3 separate regions of the Mus musculus genome follow, and regions 2 and 3 are each linked to region 1. The links are chromatin contacts, called in public HiChIP or PLAC-seq and promoter capture Hi-C maps. All regions are on one chromosome and are shown on one strand. The core of a region is the stretch at or near the end of the contact, and the rest is flanking DNA. Distances in the headings are between cores, read along the strand shown. Region 1 holds the start of Slc4a2 (solute carrier family 4 (anion exchanger), member 2). Region 2 has its middle 34 kb from the start of Gm42228. Region 3 holds the start of 2700038G22Rik (RIKEN cDNA 2700038G22 gene).

Region 1 (3,140 bases), core at 520-3,019:
GAGAGAACCCAAAAGGGAGAGCAGAGGGCCTGCAAGTACGGAGGGGGTGCTCCCCAAAGGCAGGCAGGCCAGCAGGACTACCACCCTAGACATAAGACAGAAACAGCCTCCCCAGTGCAGAACAGGAACCCAGCTCCACTCACTCAGTAGGAAGAACGGAGAAGCTGGACAGCGAGCTTATAATGGGGGAGGGGCACGTGACATCGTCAAGGGGGTGGGCACAGAAACCCTGAGGGGGCAGTCTCTCTATTCCTTCCCTCCCTAGCCCTGGGCCAGGAAAATCTGAGTGGCAGGACGGCAGGACAGCCCTCCTGACGATGACTGTAGGTTGTGAGCTGTGATGGGGGTAGAGGGAACCCAACCAGTGCAAACTGGGGTGCCCATGCACACTGAGGGCACACCCAATGCTCTCTAAAGGTAACAATGCTAAGCTGCTCAGGTGTGCTGCCGATGTGTGGTTGCCTGATTTATGGCTACCTTGGCAATGAGATGGGGTCAAATAACAGAGGTCTGGGGGGATCAGCCCAGGGTGGGGAGTCTGGGCCACACATTCCTGGCAAGAACTCCAACTCAGCTGACTGCTCTTTCCACCTCCCCCCTAAGCAGGCCTTCAGCCAGGGCCTGTCAGTGTGGGGGAGAGGTGTGAGGGAGGGGACCTGGTCTAGGGGGGTATAGGGAATCTGTGTTCACCACCTGCAGGTGCTCACTCCCACCTCCAGGCTTTGCCCTCAGTGTGTTTCACCACCAAGCCCTCCTCCCTCTACCCATGCCCCCCTCCCTGCTGTCGTAGAATACAAAGCAGCCTCTGTCCAGAGCATCGGTACCGATAATCCTAGTGGGGGCACATTCCCCGGACCAGCCCCGACGGGCCCGAAGGATTAGTGTCTCTCCCCCAGCCCAAGGGATTAGCAGTCCGGACCCCCACTCGAGCATTAACCATTCCCCAAGTGAATTCGTACATTCCACAGCTCTTGGCTGTGGGGCTGGTGGGGGGCGGAGAGAGTTTGATAAAACGGACCCAGATTTGAAGCAGCGCTCCCTCCACACCCAAGCAAGGAGTTCCCTACAGAAGAGAAGGCAGTCCCCTAGGACTCAAACTTCAGGCTTGTCCTTCCCACCCTCACCCAGCTGCTCCCCCTTCTGTCTGACCTCTTGTCCTGACCTGACCCGCCAACCCTTTTCATGGCTCCATCTCTCAATCCCGAGATCCGAGGAGTTGCGGTCCCAGGCAACCCACAAAGTGGCGAGTTTCTGGGGCACAGGGTCGTCTGGAACCCTCACGGGAGTGGGAGAGCGAGCTGAAGGCAGTAGCTCCCTGAGACTACCCGCTCCTGGTGACAGGGGGCGCGGCACCTTGGCTTTAGGTAACTCTTAAGAGGCGGACCACGGAATCTCGCTTCCGACCCGTACTCCCACTCGCCTCCCCATCCTTCTCCCTAAAACCTCGCTCCCTGCGCCCCAGTCCCCGCCCTTTCCTCCAGTTCCACTCCCTCGGCGCCCGAGTCTCCAGTCCCCCCCCCCCCTCCGCGGCCCTCACCCTCCCTCTCCGCCACCTAACTGCTTACCCGCTAGCTCTAGATTTCGTGTCCCGGGGGTCTCCGGGTCTCCCCTGATCCTCCGGAACCCTCGCGCGCTCCCGACGATTTCCCGGTGCCCACCCCGGGGCGCGCCCCCGCCGCTCCCAACTTCTCCCAACTCAACTTTCCCCCGCGCTGCGGGCAGGCCAGCCTCCAGCGTGCGCGCCCCCCGCAGCGCGCCGTGCGCGCCCCCGGCGCGGCTAGCTGAGAGGCGGAAAGCGGACGCTGAGCCTCCGCGGCGGGGGCGCGCTCCCAGGCACAGCCCGACACCGCCGACACCGCCGGCGCGGCCTTCCGGCTGTTCCCCCCCCCCCGCCACCCGCGGCGAAGCTCCGGGCTCGCCTTCTCTTAGCTTTAGTGAGCCACCTCTGTGAGGAAAGAAGCCAGCTTTACGTTGGGGATCGAGGGCGTGGAGTAGGCCAGGAAATTGAGATGCAGGGAGTCGAACTACAGATTTTTTGACGTTAAGGTTCTGCAGAGCCCCCGCCCAAATAACACCACTGAAACACCAAGAAAGCCCCGGTGTCTGCTTGAGAGAACGGGTGGCAGGCGAATGTGGAGTAATGAGTGGGTGGGGTTGGGTGGCCAAGACCCTGAACTGATGGAAAACAAGACAACTTGTTGAAGATTCCTCCCTTTCGCTAGAACTACCTCCGGGCTAAATGGAAACCTATTCATAGCTGACACCTCTATTTGAAAGACCCTTGCGTGTCATCATGTTTTCTCAACTAAGTTATCAATTATTTCAGATAAAGAATACACTTTATGCGTCTTCAGTCTGCCACGTGGGTAAATCACAATATTGTTTATGCAAAAGCACTCAGATTTAAGTGAGTTAATTGACAAACGGTTAGCGCCTACTCTGGTTCCGCGCTGAGGAATGCTGTTTGGGGCCATTTTCGCCCGGTTCACAGCCCTCAAGAATGCAATCATGAGACAATTAGAGAGTAGTGCAAGAAAATCTATAATCAACTCCTTTATAGGATGAGGTAAAGGCTGCTTGCTCCAAGTGTAGCAACTGTCTGTGGTCTTGTCTGTTGAGGGAAGTAACTGACCTGCCAGTCTTCGTGGGCCACACCCTGGCTGACTCCAGTGGGCCTGCTCTGAAGACTGGGATCTGGGGGACACCCAGGCTCCAGTCAGCTGGCCTCGGCATGTCAAAGTGGAGCCGCTGGAGTCCGGTGGGTTTCGAGACGATAAAATGGGCCCAGCAGAAAGAGGGGACTCTGGCGTGTGTCCTTCCACTCAAATCCAGACTCTAACGGGGCACACCTGTCTCGCTGCCCAGCCCTGTGGTCAGCTGGTCCCTGTGAGGTCATCAGCAGTAAGACATCGCTCAGAATCATTCCCCAATCAGTCCTGGGGTCACCAGGTGGCCTAGGAGAGGTGAAAACTAGTGCTGAAGCTGTCAGGAGGTCGCTGGTGACTCAAAACACCCAACCAGGTCAGAGCCGGGCCAACAGCGCTCGGGATCTAGGCCGTCAAACGCAAACTTCAAGCAGAGAGCACCCCACCCCCACCCTCACTGTATTCTGGAACGCGTAGTCCCGGAGAGGCCCTTTT
Region 2 (3,120 bases), core at 543-3,042, 540 kb after region 1:
CTCCCCTTGACTTCTCCCAGATCTGCTTCTGCTCCCCACTCCCAGCTTCATACCCTCTCTTTTGTGTGTCCTCATTTTCATTATATTTCCAGTTTGGCTCTCCCTCCCTGACTCCTTCTCTCTCACACACACCCTTTCCTTTCTTCCTTTCCTTTCCTCTCTCCTCTCTCTTGCTTGCTTCTTCCTTTCTGTGCTTGAGACAGAAAGCACACTGCCACTGCCCCACTTTCTCAAGGCAACTGCTCTGCCACGGAGCAGCCGTCCCAGCCTCTGGCTCTTCTATTTCTTACTTTTATTTAACTTGTTTCCTTTGCTCTCTTTGAGGTTCATTTGCAGCTCATCTTCTCTCTCTCTTTCTCTCTCTCTCTCTCTCTCTCTCTCTCTCTCTCTTTCTTTCTTTTTCATTTTTTTCTCGTGTCAGGCTTTCAGCTCTCTCTATGTAGCCCAGGCTGGCCATGAATTCACAATCTTCTTGCCTCTGCCTCTTAAAAATAAATGAAATAACAGTCATGAAACATCATGTCTGGCCCCTTTCTTACTTTTTTTTTAATGAGTACATTGCAGCTGTACTCACAGACACACCAGAAGAGGTCATCAGATCCCATTACAGATGGTTGTGAGCCACCATGTGGCTGGGAATTGAACTCTGGACCTCTAGAAGCGCAGTCAGTGTCTCTTAACCACTGAGACATCTCTCCAGTCCCCATTTCTACCTTTTAAACACACATCATTTGCTTATTAAATTTAGCCTTTCCTTTCTAGTAGAAACATGGACTTGTTAGAAACTAATTTATAAACCTATGGGAGTTTTCTGGCTTCTTCATGTAGTGGTTTTTATCTTAAGTGCTTTAAGGTCAGAGAACAAGACATTCCCACCCTATCTTACCCCCATCATATGACTAATTCCATGATGTGCTTCGTGTACCGTATTCTATACATATTCTGTGCACATTTTATGTGCATTCTGAATTTGTTGCAGCATTTGTGATGTGACTTTTAGGTCAACTACACACAGACATACAAATTCACACATTAACACATATTCATCTATTTTTCCTTATTCTATCAATTATAAAGAGGGAGATGGGGACTTAAAAACACCTCCATTGGCTGTCGTTTCTCACCTCAGTCTGGTACATCCTTGGGCCAGGGATTTGAACTCTTGTTCATAGATACAAGGAGGCTTGGAATTTGTGTAGCTTTCTAGTGAATCCAGCTTTTGTCATTATAAAGTGACTTCCTTTGTTTCTGGTAAAGCCTTTCAGCGAGGTCCATTTAGTGACATGGGTTTTATGCTACATCATTAGTCATCCAGTTACTTCTGTATTTTCTTATGTTTTTAAGAAATATTCATCTTTAGATAGAATATAATTATATTTTAAAATCCAACTCATCAATCATTCTTAGCTTTTAACTGGAATAGTTAGTTCACTGTTACCAACCTGGATTTGTGCAGTCTCTGTAGGTCTGTCTTTGCTGTTGCTTAGATTTCATCTGTAGTGATTTCCTTGCCTCCTATGACAGGATATCTTTGACTATGTGCCAGACATTCTGTTTGAAAATGATTGCAAGAGTACTGGGAAGTCTATCATAATGGCTTTTCCATTGCAAAGGCCCGTGTTGGGGCTCAGGAATCGCCTCACAAACCACATGAACATTGATCTCAGTCAGATAGGGATAGATTATTCAACACACATCCCAAGACTGATCAGCCAGGATCACAGCCTAAACTCGGGGCTTAAGTCTGGACCTAGAACATTTCTCAGGGCCAGCTTACAAAGGAAACAACAGTGAGCTCATACAGAGGCACAGGAAGTGCTGCTTGGTGGTCAGCTCTGACTCATGCTATTCTGGCTGACTAGGCAGATCAGTTCTTTTTTTTTTTAAACTATTTTTTAATTAGGTATTTTCTTCATTTACATTTCCAATGCTATCCCAAAAGTCCCCCATCCCCTACCCCCACTCCCCTACCCCCCCCCCACTCCCCTACCCACCTACTCCCACTTCTTGGCCCTAGCGTTCCCCTGTACTGGGGCATATAAAATTTGCAAGACCAATGGGCCTCTCTTTCCAATGATGGCCGACTAGGCCCTCTTCTGATACATATGCAGCTAGAGACACGAGCTCCGGGGAATACTGGTTAGTTCATATTGGTGTTCCACCTCTAGGGTTGCAGACCCCTTTAGCTCTTTGGGTACTTTCTCTAGCTCCTCCATTGGGGGCCGTGTGATCCATCCAATAGCTGACTGTGAGCATCCACTTCTGTGTTTGCTAGGCCCCAGCATAGCCTCACAAGAGACAGTTATATCTAGGTCCTTTCAGCAAAATCTTGCTAGTGTATGCAATGGTGTCAGCGTTTGGAGGCTGATTATGGGATGGATCCCTGGGTATGGCAGTCTCTAGATGGTCCATCCTTTCGTCTCAGCTCCAAACTTTGTCTCTGTAACTCCTTCCATGGGTGTTTTGTTCCCAGTTCTAAGAAGGAGCAAAGTGTCCACATTTTGGTCTTCGTTCTTCTTGAGTTTCATGTGTTTTACAAATTGTAACTTGTATCTTGGGTATTCTAAGTTTCTGGGCTAATATCCACTTATCAGTGAGACCTGAGACAGCATTAGGGAAGCGGGAATGGCAGATCAGTTCTAACTGACCTTTATTCTTATTGGTCCTAAGTGGAGCTTATGTTTGTGGAAATTCTTAAGAGTTACCAACCTCAGAACATACAGAACATAACAGTTTGTGTGGTCATCATGACCCTGCTCTGAGTCAAGCTATTTTTCTGTGTCAGTGACTGTCAGGCATGGAACAAAATGGCAACAGCTATGCTAGCAGGCAGGACTCAACAACCTGTAACTGCCTCCTCTCCAGGTGGAGCGGGCTAGATGTTTGCCTCTGACTTCAGGGTGCAGTTGCTGGTGAGGAGGATAAAGCTGGTGAGCACTGATTATGTAAGACTCAAAGTGAGACTTAGCTACCAGGAGACCCTAGGTGAGAATCAAGAACAGAGTTCAATGCAAAAGCAAGGGGTTTATTGTTCTAGTGCACTGGGGTCATCCTGCACCCAGAGGAGGGGTCACCCCTTCTCTTTCTTTCATACACCTTTTAAACAATTTTTGAGGACAG
Region 3 (3,065 bases), core at 350-2,849, 570 kb after region 1:
AATTATGCCTGGAAAGCCAAACTTGCCATCTAACACATACCTTGAATTCATGATCATCCTGGACACAGCACTCATCTGCTCAAAAGAAAAAAGAACCAGCACTGTTACAAGCAGCAGCCACAGCTTCCTTCAGAAAGGACCTTCCTGGTGGCTCCTAGCTGCATCTGGTGATGGAAGGCCTGCCTCTGACTAGCATTTATTCCTGCACAGAGCTCTAATCTTCATACTGCTGACAGCTGGGAGTCCATTTTATTCCCTCTGGGCCATCTTTCCCACTATTTCCACCCCAGAAGCAAAAACTCTTAATGTTTAGAAGCAAATAGTACTGCAGGTAATAGCAGTACTCTTCCTTTAAGAAAGTGAAACATTTTCTCTGATTTCAAAACCAGAAGCAGCGTCAGATGTGTCTCCTGAGCCTGAATGAGGAAGGGAAAAATAACTCCTTACCTTAGAAGGTGGCTCATGCTGCCCTTCACTCTCGAAGGGGCTCAACAGAACCCTAACCTCTAACGGAAAGAAAACTACAACACAGGGAACTTGTTTACAAGAGCCCACAAGCCTATTTTTCCTCTAAAATGTCCTTTACCAGGCACAGTGGCTTATGTCCATAAATGCCAATACTTAGGGTCCTAGAGCACAAATATTCTCTGGGCCAGTATGACAATCTGTCTCAATAATCTAATAATCTTTTAAAAAGATTTATTTCTTCTATATGAGTGCACTGTTGCTATCTCCAGACAACACCAGAGGAGGGCATCAGATCTCATTACAGATGGTTGTGAGCCACCATGTGGTTGCTGAGAATTTAACTCGGGAACTCTAGAAGAGCTGTCAGTACTCTTAACCACTGAGTCATCTCTCCAACCATGATATTTACTTTTAATTGGTGTCTCAATCAGTCACCTCTTAAACAGGGAGGACTCCTGGGTGCTCGCTAAACACCTATACCCGGTCTTAGGAATTCCAAATCACGATTCCTAAATCATTGCTTATAAGTCACCTTGCTTAAGTGCTAATCCAGTGGCTCAGATTTCTCCCAGGACCCAAAACCCAGACAGGCTGGGTCTGTGTCAGCAGTAGGGTAATCCAGGTCCTGTAGGCAGAGGTCCCTGCTGGACTCGGTTGCAGGTATCCGCCTGAATATACCCTCAAACCTTAAAACAAATGAGCACAAAACAAAAAGCCCAGCCTTTGTGCCAAGCAGCAATTAAAGGACACGTGCGGCGGCGAGGACGCGCCTGCGTGGGCGAAATCACCCCTGCCCTTGCTGACACTGGGATTATCCTGCCTCCTGCTACTTTCCGAGCTCTGATCTCATTCGCTTCCTAAATAGTCGATGTCCCCGTCATCGGAGTCCTGGGCGGGCGGGAAGCCCCGAGTGTGCCCAGGACCCGGGCTGTCCGGACGCCGCGCCTCCATCCGAGAGGGGACAAATCCGGGCAGCGCAAGGCTGATCGCCTGTCCCACACAGAAGGGACGCGTATGGGCAGGGACCCGCGCCACGGGCGAGCGCCGTGAAAATCGCCAAGACCACGTGGCGTGGTCCTGGGACTCGCAATGGGGAGAGTACTTACCAGGAGCGCGCCGCGGCGGAAGAGCTGGGCGCCAGGGCGGGACCGAGTTTAAAACCGACCGGACATTGAGCACCGGGGCTCAGCCAACCAGAGTGGCCCAGCGCCCCTCCTGCCCGCCCCTTCCCCCGTTCCCGCCTGACTCCAGCGCCGGCCCTCACGCGCCCCCTGGCGGCACCAGAGCCACTGGCCCCGCCCGCTTCCCCAAAAAGACTTAAACTATGTCTGTCTGTGATATTTGCATGTGCTCAAAATGCCAGACATAGGTGTCAGCTTCCCTGGAGCTGGACTCACAGACAGCTGTGAGCCTCCTAAATTGAATGCTGGGAACTAAATTCAGGTCCTCTACAAGAACAGAACACTGTTTAAGCGGCAAACCATCTCTCTAGCCATGTAAAAACAAAACGTAAACCAACCAAACAGACCAAAACATCCGCCATTAAATTCCTGCTACATCCTGCCACAAGTAAGCCACCTTTTATTTCTCCTTATAGCAACAGCCCTCAAAAGAGTTGCCTACTCTTTGTGTGCTCTTGGTATGTTAAGCGTCACAGGCCACTGAGGAACTGAAAAGTAAGACACCACCATGGTACCACTTACACACTTATCAAAACGCCTGCACCCCAGACCCCACTCATCCATTGCTTGTGGGAACGCAAGAGGAGAATTCAGAAGACAGTGGTGTAAGAAGGAACCAACTGAAGCCATTTGGAACAGGCCTTAACTCAAAGTTTAAGTTCCCAAGACCTCCCTGGGTAACTGACTTCCTGCTTGGTGAGTAGAAGCATGGATGCTAGGTGAGTGCACTTCAACATGAACGCTGCAGTTGAGTCCTGTAGGAACAGAGTAAGTGCACCACAAAGACGTGCTCTTAAGGAAGTCCCCTACCCCTAAGTCCTGATTGGTGGGATAACTTAGCACAGACGTTTATGGATTTCAAGCTTAAAAGCCCCGTACCATTCTGGCTTGGGGTTGCAGTTCAGTTCCTGAGTCTCTTCTATGGCCCTGATTGATCAGCAGCAGCCCGAGTGCAATACATCTTTGTCATCTGCTTAAATACTTACTAAGATGTTCGAAGACGCAGTCAGACGGAGTCTGTGCTGCTGTTCCTAACTGGTTGATTTTTGCTGCCTAATTCAAATAAAGATCTTGCTTTGGGGGGACTCTTGAACCTGCTCGGGTTGTTTTGGATTTTTAGACCCCAACACAAGAACATATCTATAGGCACCTTAAACTGTTTCTCTATTTGTTTCTCAGTATGTGTACGTGAGTGTCTTTGTGTTTGTGCTCGTGTTGCCCATGCACGTGGAGGTCACAGGTTGGTGTTTCTTTCCCTCAATTATTCTCCACATTATTTTTTGAGACAAGTTCTATCACTGGGCGTCACTGACTCAGCTAGACTCTTCACTAGTCCTCCCCGCCCTGCAGAGGTCTCTGCAGCCTGCATGGGCATCAGAGAGAGGAGCCTTGGGAGGTGAGGATACAAGGCAGGTC

Evidence for each region. HiChIP or PLAC-seq counts read pairs in DNA pulled down with a chosen protein or histone mark. Capture Hi-C pulls out chosen DNA fragments and counts their contacts.
Region 2: an H3K4me3 HiChIP or PLAC-seq map of bone marrow-derived macrophages shows a contact between it and region 1, with 8 times the contacts expected there. The contact joins the enhancer-like site here to the promoter of Slc4a2 in region 1. A contact is called at or near these places in 2 of 39 promoter capture datasets (the HPC-7 cell line and stem cell-derived epiblast-like cells) and 3 of 115 datasets of contacts at active chromatin or transcription factors (bone marrow-derived macrophages, microglia and pancreatic cancer cells).
Region 3: a promoter capture Hi-C map of adipose tissue shows a contact between it and region 1, with 2.0 times the contacts expected there. The contact joins the promoter of 2700038G22Rik here to the promoter of Slc4a2 in region 1. A contact is called at or near these places in 1 of 39 promoter capture datasets (erythroid cells), 1 of 484 Hi-C or Micro-C datasets (B cells), 7 of 115 datasets of contacts at active chromatin or transcription factors (acute myeloid leukemia, astrocytes, large pre-B cells and 4 more) and 2 of 9 other capture datasets (adipose tissue and liver).

The regions. Positions count from the first base shown.
Region 1 is chr5:24,423,861-24,427,000 of GRCm38.p6, reverse strand. It overlaps Slc4a2 (solute carrier family 4 (anion exchanger), member 2), which reads right to left and starts at 1,769. Exons shown (of 23, transcript NM_009207.3): 1 at 1,566-1,769.
Region 2 is chr5:23,885,978-23,889,097 of GRCm38.p6, reverse strand. It overlaps the pseudogene Gm9534. Among named protein-coding and RNA genes, the nearest start is that of Gm42228, 34 kb to the right of the region's middle. Within about 2 kb of position 1,792, at least 33 of the 459 cell types and tissues checked have an H3K27ac peak or open chromatin away from gene starts, as enhancers often do. A contact at or near this core is called in the HPC-7 cell line, bone marrow-derived macrophages and pancreatic cancer cells, where this site is marked.
Region 3 is chr5:23,849,131-23,852,195 of GRCm38.p6, reverse strand. 2700038G22Rik (RIKEN cDNA 2700038G22 gene) reads right to left here and starts at 1,599. Exons shown (of 4, transcript NR_045042.1): 1 at 1,575-1,599; 2 at 41-75. It overlaps Gm42228 (a long non-coding RNA gene), which reads left to right. Exons shown (of 2, transcript XR_880875.3): 2 at 2,066-2,742.